2 separate regions of the Danio rerio genome follow, and region 2 is linked to region 1. The links are chromatin contacts, called in public Hi-C maps. All regions are on one chromosome and are shown on one strand. The core of a region is the stretch at or near the end of the contact, and the rest is flanking DNA. Distances in the headings are between cores, read along the strand shown. Region 1 holds the start of si:ch211-13c6.2. Region 2 overlaps nfyc (nuclear transcription factor Y, gamma).

What was found. Hi-C and Micro-C count contacts between places; a contact is called where the count stands out from the background.
Region 2: a contact with region 1 is called in a Hi-C map of hematopoietic stem cells, with 1.6 times the contacts expected there. The contact joins the enhancer-like site here to the promoter of si:ch211-13c6.2 in region 1. A contact is called at or near these places in 2 of 18 Hi-C or Micro-C datasets (embryo and hematopoietic stem cells) and 1 of 4 datasets of contacts at active chromatin or transcription factors (gastrula embryo).

Annotation. Positions count from the first base shown.
Region 1 is chr19:44,843,367-44,848,549 of GRCz12tu, reverse strand. It overlaps si:ch211-13c6.2, which reads right to left and starts at 2,516. Exons shown (of 14, transcript NM_001430907.1): 1 at 2,359-2,516; 2 at 2,148-2,216; 3 at 1,962-2,030. The coding sequence starts at 2,207. It also overlaps a transcript of trioa not described here.
Region 2 is chr19:44,902,826-44,908,515 of GRCz12tu, reverse strand. It overlaps nfyc (nuclear transcription factor Y, gamma), which reads right to left. Exons shown (of 11, transcript NM_199639.1): 6 at 4,684-4,860. Among named protein-coding and RNA genes, the nearest start is that of nfyc, 35 kb to the right of the region's middle. Within about 2 kb of position 2,900, at least 4 of the 62 cell types and tissues checked have an H3K27ac peak or open chromatin away from gene starts, as enhancers often do.

The sequences.
Region 1 (5,183 bases), core at 1,267-3,766:
AAATATTGTGATATGAATACAGTTTCACAGGATGGTTTGAATAGCACGATTTTATGTTTTATTGGGGAGTCTAACATAATTCAGGTACAGAAATTGAATAACCACAATGCACAAAATGCGTTTCTTACTTTTTCTGTCTCTTTTTTTTTAGTCCAAATATCAAAAAATTCTTAGATCAAGTAAAAATATTGTTTTGGTTTCACCGTCAAAAAAAACTAGTAAAAATTAAAGTGTTTTTCCCTTAAAACAAGCTAAATTATTTGCCATTGGGGTAAGTAAAATAATCTTGTTTTTGCTTTGAACTTTTGCTATTTGGACTAGAAACAAGACAAAAAGAAAGATTTTTTTGTTGCATAAATTATATAAATTCCAAATAAATACAGTGATTAAATACAGGGTTTCAGCAAGTTAAATTTAAGACTTTTAAAGAAATTTTTAAGACCATTATGAATTACATTTTAGACTCATAAAGGGCTAAACGCTAAGGATTTTTTTTAACGGCCAAGTTGGAAAAGATTTTTAATTTAGTTTTTTAAAAATATAATTTAATAAAACAATAATAGTAATAATTTAAAAAATATATATAGTCTAGCTAATTCTAAGCAAAAGGTTTTTAATATTGTGTCAAAAGAAGCAAGCTCTAATTGTATACATACACTTTTTTTTCAACATAACCTTTTTTTTAATTAATTATTTAAAGGTTTTGAAAACTATATTAAACTGAATGTATGCACAACAGTCTGTCCATGACAGCTTAAATACACGCAGTAAATACATGGAGAACTTAAAAAAAACTGTTATTGTAAGGAATTAATTAAACCATTATGGTAAACAGAGTTAAAAATGACATTCTTAAATACAAAGTTTTGAGATGGATTGTTGGTGTTTGGATAGGTGTTGGCCAGATTGTGTAGCTATACAGGAACAAATGAAAATTAAGACCCGCTTAAAAAAAGATTTAAGACCTTCAACACAATACTTCAGTAAATTTAAGACCTTTTAAGGCCTAAAAAAAGTTTTTGCGATTTAAGACTTTTTAAACCACGCGGATACCCTCTAAATACAAATATGTAGCTTCTAGTCAACTATTATCCAGACTCAACATTGCATATCTTTGCAATCTGACTATTGCGGATGCTCACATTGCGATGTCGACGCTAAAACGATATATTCTGCAGCCCTAGTAGGAAATAAAAATAACTACAGAAGTCAAAGCTGTTTTTTCCTCACAACATTCTTCAGTATATGTTGCTTTGTATTCAACAGAAGAAAAAAAAAACTCAAACAGGTTTAGAAAAAGTGTAAATGATGATGACAGAATTTTCATTTTTGGCTAAACTATCTCTTTAATCAAGAAATACACATCAGTAAAAGACGAGATGTCCCATTTACGTGTATGCATCAAACTGAACTTACAAAGTGTCTGATGTTTCAGATAAGTTTTATGAATATAAAAACTCCAAACTAATATGAAAACAGATATATTTTTTTGTAAAAAAAAACAACACTTAATAAACATTTTGCTAATAGGTGAGACCTTGTGTTTTGAAGGATAGTAGCAATGTAAAAAGCTTCAAAATTACAATTAATTATTAATTTTTGCAATTGTTATTATAGATTATTCTAAATATACCTTACAAGACTGTTTAGTAGTATTTAAATACACAACATTATTGTTTTGATACTTGACAAACCTCTCTCCTTTAAATCATAAATATCATTTAACTACTGGAAATTAATTATGAAATAAATAGTACTGAGAAATGCAATTTATATTTATAAAAAACAACTTTCAAATTTTACATAAATTAAAATTTTAAATATTACAGTATATTTTAATATTTAATCTACCCATTCCAGTGTTTTGATTCTTTAGAAATCTAATAAGCTGAATTAACGCTTAAATATTAGTGAGTATTATTATTTTTAAATATCCTTATTTATATTCTGTCTCTGCTTACCTTTAAGTGTTGCATTGATGTCACGTGGATTTTGTAATTGGTGTCCCCCCTTATTTTTTTCTCGCAGATCTAAGGATCAAAGATAGAAATATAAATTAGTCACACACATTTAGGCCATTGCCTTTATATTACTTTATAACAAACAGGGAGAATATGAGCATCCGAATTAAAATAAACAGGATTCACCATGCAGTCAATGAAAGAGTTGGCCTGGTCGTCGTCGTACACTGTCAGTAAATCAGTCATCTTTGCAAACTAAAAGAAAACAGATTGTTTCAATTTAGTTATGTATATATGTTGTGCATTAAACCAAACTAAACCAAAGCAATGCGCAAATGTAGCATACTTAGCATATCATGACAATCTAACGTTACGTAATAAATCATTTTCGACATACCTACTATTACGCCTGTCCGCAACGTCGAATAAGCTGTATTTTAGCGAATTAACACTTTAATGCTGCTGATATTAATATATTTTACTTGATAATGCAAAAAACGATGACAATAACAACAACAAATTGGTGAAACGTAATTTTTAGGTTAGGCCGCTCTCGTCTTCGGCTTCTTCTGTGTTAAAATTCTCTTGCTACAAAAAGGTTTGTACCACCTAGTGGTTCGGCGAAAACAAAATAAATTGAATAATATAGAAATAAGTACCGTTTAGTAGTTCACAAGCTGACGTTTGTTGGTTATGTAAAATGTTAAGTCACCATTTAATGTATATCTAGGACACAATTTATGACTGTTTTCTCTCTATTATATTTCATTTAAATAAGTATTTAACTTTCCCTGTGATGGGTTGCAGCTGGAAGGTCATCCGCTGCGAAAAACCGCTGGTAAGTTGGCGGTTCATTCCGCTGTGGCAACCCCTGATTAATAAAGGGACAAAGCCAAAAAGAAAATGAATAAATGAATGAATGAATGAATGAATGAATGAATGAATGAATATTTAACTTCTGTATGATGGTGATTGTGATTTTCCCAAGTAGAATGCAATACTGGATTAACAACTATGTTGATCCCTGAACATCAGTCTTGTGCAAAAATGTAATATAACCCCTAACTTGAAATTATTTTGAAATGAGAGGGGATTAACAGGTGGATAGCATTGATGCAGAAGCACAAACCCCTAACTGTAAGCCTAAAGTTATCCCTGAAATCTGATTGAAACGTTGTTTCATTCATTGTCAAAATAGATGTTTATCCAGGAATATGGCCTACTTTGTGAAATCACACTAGCCTGAAATGCAGAAGCATGCACTTTCCTTCAAACAGGCCACTGAGTAGAATGTCAGCCAGTGCACTCACAGTTTTACCCGCCAGATGTCAGTGTGATTCAACAATTGTGGGATAAATTACATAAATTCTACTGAAAAACAGAAGCATATCATGATCTAACTTTTCACCTGAAATATATATATATATACATCCAGTTGAAGTCAGATTTATTAGCCCCCTGTTTATTTTTTCCCCAATTTCAGTTTAATGGAGAGACTTTTTTTTAAACACATTTCTAAACATAATAGTTTTGATAACTCATTTCTAATAACTGATTTATTTAATCTCTGCCATGATGACAGTAAATAATATTTGACTAAATATGTTTTAAGATACTTCTATACAGCTTAAAGTGACATTTAAAGGTTTAATTTAAATTGGTTAACTAGGCAAGTTAGGGTAAAAAAATACAGCTTAAATGGGCTAATAATTTTGACCAATAATTTCAACTAAAAATTATTTTTTATTATTAAAAACTACTTTTATTCTAGCTGAAAAACAACAAATAAGACTTTCTCCAGAAGAAAAAATATTATCAGACATACTGTGAAAATGTCCTTGCTCTGTTAAACATCATTTGAGGGGGGGCTAATAATTCTGATTTCAACTATATATATATATATATATCCATATGATATGTATGCTGGATAAGTTGGTGGTTCACTCCGCTGTTGGGTATGGAGCATAAAACCTGCAAAAACAATAAATAAATAAATATGCAAATAAATAAATTAATAAATACACAAATTCCTGCATAAATAAAACTATACATGAATAAATACACATTAAATAAATAAATGTATATATAAATCTTCCAATGCAGTTTGTTCTAATACACCCATTTATATATCCACAAGTAAAAAGTCAGGAAGATTTCTGACAAATTGTATTATTTAAACATAATAATAATGAAAAATAATAATAAACGCATAAGCCACCTATAATTATTATGATAAAATTATATATATATATATATATATATATATATATATATATATATATATTTATATATATATATATATATATAATTAATTAATAATAATTAATATTATTATTTTATTATTTACTATATAATAAATTATAATAATGATAAATATAATAATTATTATTATTCGAGTATTAGATTTTATATATTATATTTATTATATTATATATTAGATTTTTTATATATTATATTATAATAATATATATTTGTTATTTTATTATTAGTAGTAGTATTATCTAATATATATGTAGATATGTAGATTGTATGCAATTCAATTTAAAAATAATTTAGTTAAGGTCACTAGAACAGGTAAAAAGCTGGAAAGAGTGTTATTCAGCGGTGATCTCCCGCCCCCTGCCGTCTCTCCGCTCCGCACGGGAGAACCGACCGCCGGCCGGCGCTGTTAATGTGTGTTATAACCAAGATGGAGGAGGTTTTGTGATGTTCCCCAGCAGCACTCAGAAGTGATCCTTTTCCCGTCCGTGTCAGATCAGTGCTCAGACACAGAGGCGGAGGACGCCTTTTCCAAATCCTTCTGTCTGTGGGGGAATAAAACAGCAACTTTAGATTTGGATAGTAGTTTTTTTGTGTGTTTTTTCGTCAGCCATGAGCTCGGGGGAAGGGGCCGAGGAGGCGGCTAAGGACGCGGCCGATATAGCGACATTCTTCAAATCTGGTAAGCCCGACAATTCGCCCGAAAGCTCTGATTGAATGGCGCGAGGCTCCGGGACATTGTTCGTGCACTGGGTGGGTGGGGAAGGCTGTCTAGATCATGGAAATTAGCAGTGACTACTGTTGAATATAATGCTTTAAGTGCAAGAATCCACTTCATTGTTGGTCTGATTACCTGCGTTTGGATGAAAATGTGGTTTATTACAGCATAGCTGGAGAAATTTCAGTTGGTTTTGTCGTTAGCATGTGTGAGCCACTGATGCTAGCTGGGGAAATATTTTAGCA
Region 2 (5,690 bases), core at 1,651-4,150, 60 kb before region 1:
CTTCTGCAGCAAACACACCACTAAAGCAGCGCCGATGGATCTACAATGCAGTTCTGCAACACCTGACATCACCTTTTCAAAGTGAAGGGAAGCGCTGACACTGATGCCTCATGTGACAAGGGCGTAAATCAATCGCGCTTGATGCTTCTTTCGCGTCTGGTGTGAACGTAGCCGCTTGATATTCGCAAATGACGCAATTCGCACTAATGAAGGGCCTCATTCGTGCTGCATGATGTCTATTAGCGTTTTGCATTGACTTGTAAATCACTCGTCTGGTTTGAACGCAGCATAAAAGAACTAAATTGTGCTGCGGAAGCAGAAGCTGCATGAATCTTTTCTTTATTTAATAAATGATTTGTGCCTTAGAAGATAATGCCAACACACAAAGAATATTTGAATGAAAGTTTCCATCATAGTTTATGCACATTTTTCTTATTGAATAAAAAGTTCATACTACTCAGTTTCGCATACGTTTTTATTATGCGCATTTGCTAAATTTATGCACATATTGGCGTTTCCATCAATCATTATTTTATGTATATATTCAAAATGTGCATAAAAATAGGTGGATAGAAACATAGCTATATTCACATTATAATCATATTTTTACTCAAAAATGTGCACTTAAAGGACTTAAAATCAGAATAACTTATCAAAATGCTACTATATGTAATTATTTAATTTTTAAAAAACAACCCAAAAAGCTTTTTGGAGGAAAATTCTGACAAAAGTGCATTGAGTTTAGTGTTGCTAAATCAAAAGTGTGTGATTTTGCTGTGAATATTTAACTGTGTCATTGTGTAGTTTCAGAAATGGTGCAAGCAGGCATTAACTGAAGCTTAAAGCAGCAGCAGAGGCGTCAAATTTGAAAATAATAGTAGAATAGTGAAATATGAAAATAATAATAGAAAAAATCTCATTTGGAGAAATGACAGCATTTAGCGGCACAAAGCAGTGAGCAGACAGTGAAATGAAGCCAATGCAGTTCTCTGTCCTCAGGTATGAAGAAAAAAAACCCTTAACAATCAATGTTGCATAAAAGGTAAACAAAAGAGAGCTTGAAGGAACGATTGTTTTCTCAAAATTCCTTATAAATGTGGCTGGCATTTTTTACTGGAGTTTTAACTATCCAATGAAAAAAAAAATGTTTTGGTAATCTTTAAATCAAAGTCTTACCAATTTGCACTTGAGCCACCATATTCTCAACCACGGCCACAGACTGTTAGTTTGCTATAAGGGAATAATGGCTACTTGCAGTTTACATGGAATTTGAAATCTTGTTTCTACAAAATGTTTTAATTTTTAGTATGTATTATTTAAATTTGTTGAGTCTTAAATATATTGTGTGACAGATAAGTCACTGTGTACATTACAAGAACATTAGATAATTTTTTGTACAAATTACATCAAAATCCGTTAATGCTCTTCTATTTTGTGAAGCTTTTTGAGCTGCCGTTCATACATAGTGTTTTTTTCTTTTTTGTAATTATTAATAAAATAATTCATACATTGTGAAAACTGATATAAATTTTTAAGATTCTTTGATGAAAATTCAAACCAAGAGATTTGAAATTAAATTTTTTGAAACATCAGAAAGGCTTTTAATGTCATTTCTGATTAGCTTTAAGTATACACCCCGAATTAAAAATGTGCAATCCAAAATTACACACCATACATAAATTAACTTATTGTTTTTTCCCATCAAATGTTATGCCAAAGCATTTATAAAGTTTAAATATAAAAAAAAAACATATACATAAAACATAGTAAACACAGTAAGTAGTAGTAGTAGTAAATAATAATAATGATAATAATAATTATAAAATAATAATAATAATAATTAATTATAATTATAATAATGACAAATGTAATGCCAAAGCATTTAGAAAGTTTAAATAAAACAAAAACCATATACATAAAACAGTAAACACAATAAATAGTAGTAAATAATAATAATAATAATAATAATAATAGTTATGCCAAAGCATTTATAAAGTTTAAATAAAAAAATATCCATAAATCATAGTAAACAGTAAATAGTATTAAATAATAATATTAAATTTTATGCCAAAGCATTTATAAAAGTTTAAATAAAAACATGTACATACTGTAAACCATTGTAATCAGTAAAATATAAATAATAATAGTAAATAATAATAAAAAAATAAACAACAATAAAAAATAAATCAGAATAAGCTTTACATTTAACAATCAACATTTAGTATAAAACAGTAATAATACATAATAATAATTAGAATACTTAGATTAATTTATAACCATCTAGAAGTGTTTGTGTGTGTTTGCAAGCGCATCACTGATGTTTTTATTGGTCTCCTCTCTCTTTGGTGATGGGCATTAATGTATTGTGCACGTAGAAAGATACAATCTGTTTTTTCCTCTAATAAATATTGAAGTTTTGTGTTTTTTTTGTGTTTTTGTGTTTTCAACTTTGTGAATTGAGACTAAATGCTCTGGAGTTTGGTGAAGAATCTCTCCCACTCTCCATCTCTCAAAAAATAAATAAATAAAATGAAGAGAAATAAATGACTACCAGGTAGAAATTCAGTTTCAGTGTGGTGAGACAATTTTTGAACCCTGCTGTATATGTATTTGTCCTGAAACCTCTCTAAGGTGACTGCAGCACATCTTTGGCCGAGTCTGACAGGTCAGCAAACTGCAGCTTGCTGAAGCAGCACTGATCCTCAGAGAAAGAGAGAAGGTGAGAAAGAGCACCCGAGGAGAAATTAAACTAATGAACACAAGATAAATTAATCAAATTCAACAAAACAGGAGATTTAGTAAAAGGGCTGCTGCTAAAACGCTTAACACATGCATCACATTAGAGACAGTCTGGACTCTCTACTGTTCACCTGATAGCGACGTGTGAATGACACCTCTGGGCTTTCAACCTTCACCAATCATGTTTCAAATGATCCTGTAATGGCCTGATCAAAGTAATCAGGGCTCAAGTGTTGCGCGAGAGAGTAAGTGCGATAAAGTTTCAAGGCTTTTGTCCACCAGACCGTAGCATAATATACACTGGGGTAATTACAAGGGCAAACAATGTCCTCTGCTTCTCTTTCCTGCGTTGACACATTTCTTATTAAAACAGGAAGTTTGGGTGGGACGTATAGAAAAGCTGTTTGTTACGTTTATATGGTTCGCAAATATAGAGCCATAAGTCATCGTTTGCTGTGTCATGCAGGATGAGTCATCATTGCTCTGTGTTAAAAAGCATATTGAAGAAATATTACTACAGCGCTGAAAACTGTATGCAGTAAGTGGATTTTCATTTACCAGTAACCTTTGTTCTATATGCTGTTAATCTTATCTGGCCATAAAATATTCAGCATGCTGTCATTGCCATATATCCTACTGCATATTACTGCCATTAACTAGAGCGGTGCTCAGAAATCCTTTCTGTGTCCATTCTGAGCTTTACTAAATGCATCGTTATTCTCTCTAGAATTGATTATAACCTGAGTTTGTTTTAACAGAAGATGGCGCTCAAGGCTAGTTTTTAGATAGAAAATTAAGGTCTAGGCTAGTTTTTAACAGCAGGTGGTGCTTTAGGCTAGTTTTTAAACAACAGACGGCGCTCAAGGCTAGTTTTAACAGGCACTCAGGGCTAGTTTTTAGATAAAAAATTAAGGTCTAGGCTAGTTTTTAAACAGCAGACGGTACTCAAGGCTAGTTTTTACAGCAGGTGGTGCTCTAGGCTAGTTTTTAACAGCAGGTGGCGCTCTAGGCTAGTTTTTAACAGCAGGTGGTGCTCTATGTCAATTTTTAAACTGCCAATGATGCTCTAGGCTAATTTTTAAACAGCAGACGGTGTTCAAGGCTAGTCTTTAAAAAGACAATTTCAGTCTGGGCTAGTTTTTAACAGCAGGTGGTGCTCTAGGTTAGTTTTTAACAGCAGATGGTGCTCTAGGCTAGTTTTTAACAGCAGGTGGCGCTCTAGGCTAGTTTTTAACAGCAGGTGGCGCTCTAGGCTAGTTTTTAACAGCAGGTGGCGCTCTAGGCTAGTTTTTAACAGCAGGTGGTGCTCTATGTCAATTTTTAAACTGCCAATGATGCTCTAGGCTAATTTTTAAACAGCAGACGGTGTTCAAGGCTAGTCTTTAAAAAGACAATTTCAGTCTGGGCTAGTTTTTAACAGCAGATGGCGCTCTAGGCTAGTTTTTAAACAGCAGACAGCACTCAAGGCTAGTTTTTAAACAGCAGACGGCACTCTAGGCTAGTTTTTAAAAAGAAAATTACAGTCTAGACTAGTTTTTTAACAGCAGATATTGCTCTTGGCTAGTTTTTAAAAGGAAAATTGCGCCTCAGGTTAGTTTTAGACAGGAGATGGCACTAGGCAAATGCACTGTATGCTAGTTTATGAAAGCAGACATCGCTCTAGGCTAGTTTTTAATAACAGATGGCGCTCTAGGCTACATTTTAACAGCAGATGGCGCTCTAGGCTAGTTTTAACAGCAGATGGCGTTCTAGGTTAGATTATAACAGCAGATGGCGCTCTAGGCTAGTTTTAACAGCAGATGGCGCTCTAGGCTAGTTTTAACAGCAGATGGCGCTCTAGGCTAGTTTTAACAGCAGATGGCGCTCTAGGCTAGTTTTAACAGCAGATGGCGCTCTAGTTTAAGTTGGACATCCATGTGCTTGTGGCGATGGTGCGGGCATTACCTGGCCTTGCTGAGGCTGAGCGATGATAATCTGGCCGGGCTGTAGTGTGGTGGCGGTGGGAGCGGAGACCTGCTGGCCCTGCTGCTGCCCTTGGACCTGCACTGCGCTAGGCTGCTGCGCCAACGTGAAGTAATATTGGACAGGCTCAGTCGGGGCCACAGACTGACGAACTTCCTCCTACACAAAAAAGCTTAATTATAGACAGCAGCAGTATTTATGATGATTGCCATATTAGCATCTGAAGCCTCTTTTCCACTGAGCGGTACGGTTCAATACAGCAGTGTTTCCCAACCCTGTTCCTGAAGGCACACCAACAGTATGTATTTTAGGTGTCTCCCTTATCAGACTTCAGGTTTTGGAGTCTCTTCTATTGTTCTGATGAGTTGATTCAGGAGTGTTTGAGTAGGAAGAGGTTGAAAATGTGCACTGTTGGTGTGCTTTCAGGAACGGGGTTGAGGAAACACTGCAGTACAGTACAGTGTGATTTGGAACGGCTCACTCTGATCACGCTTGCGTTTGCACTGCCAATAGTACCCTTAGTTAATATGTTTGGTGAACAACAAAGTAAGGTCATTTTTGGTCAAAGATATATTTTTATATTTGCGATCACACGTTGCAGTCATTGTACTATTACAGTGTTGTGTTTTGGCGGTGTATTTAAAGATGGCACTTCCTGTGTTGTCGTTCCCCTTGGTTTTATTGCATTTAAAAGTGACAATTCCCTGTAAACCACAGGTGTCAAAGCCAGTTCCTGGAGGGCCGCAGCTCTGCACAGTTTAGGTCCAACTCTGCTCCAACACACTTACCAGTAGGTTTCAAACAAGCCTGAAGGACTCAATTACTTTGATCAAGTGTGTTTAATTAAGAGTTGGAACTAAACTGTGCAGAGCTGCGGCCATCCAGGAACCTGCTTTGACACCTGTGCTATGAATCAATCAGTGACTCTAGTTACACACTTTAGAAACGTACTGTTGACCCTTGTAAAAGGGTCAGAAAAAAGTGATATG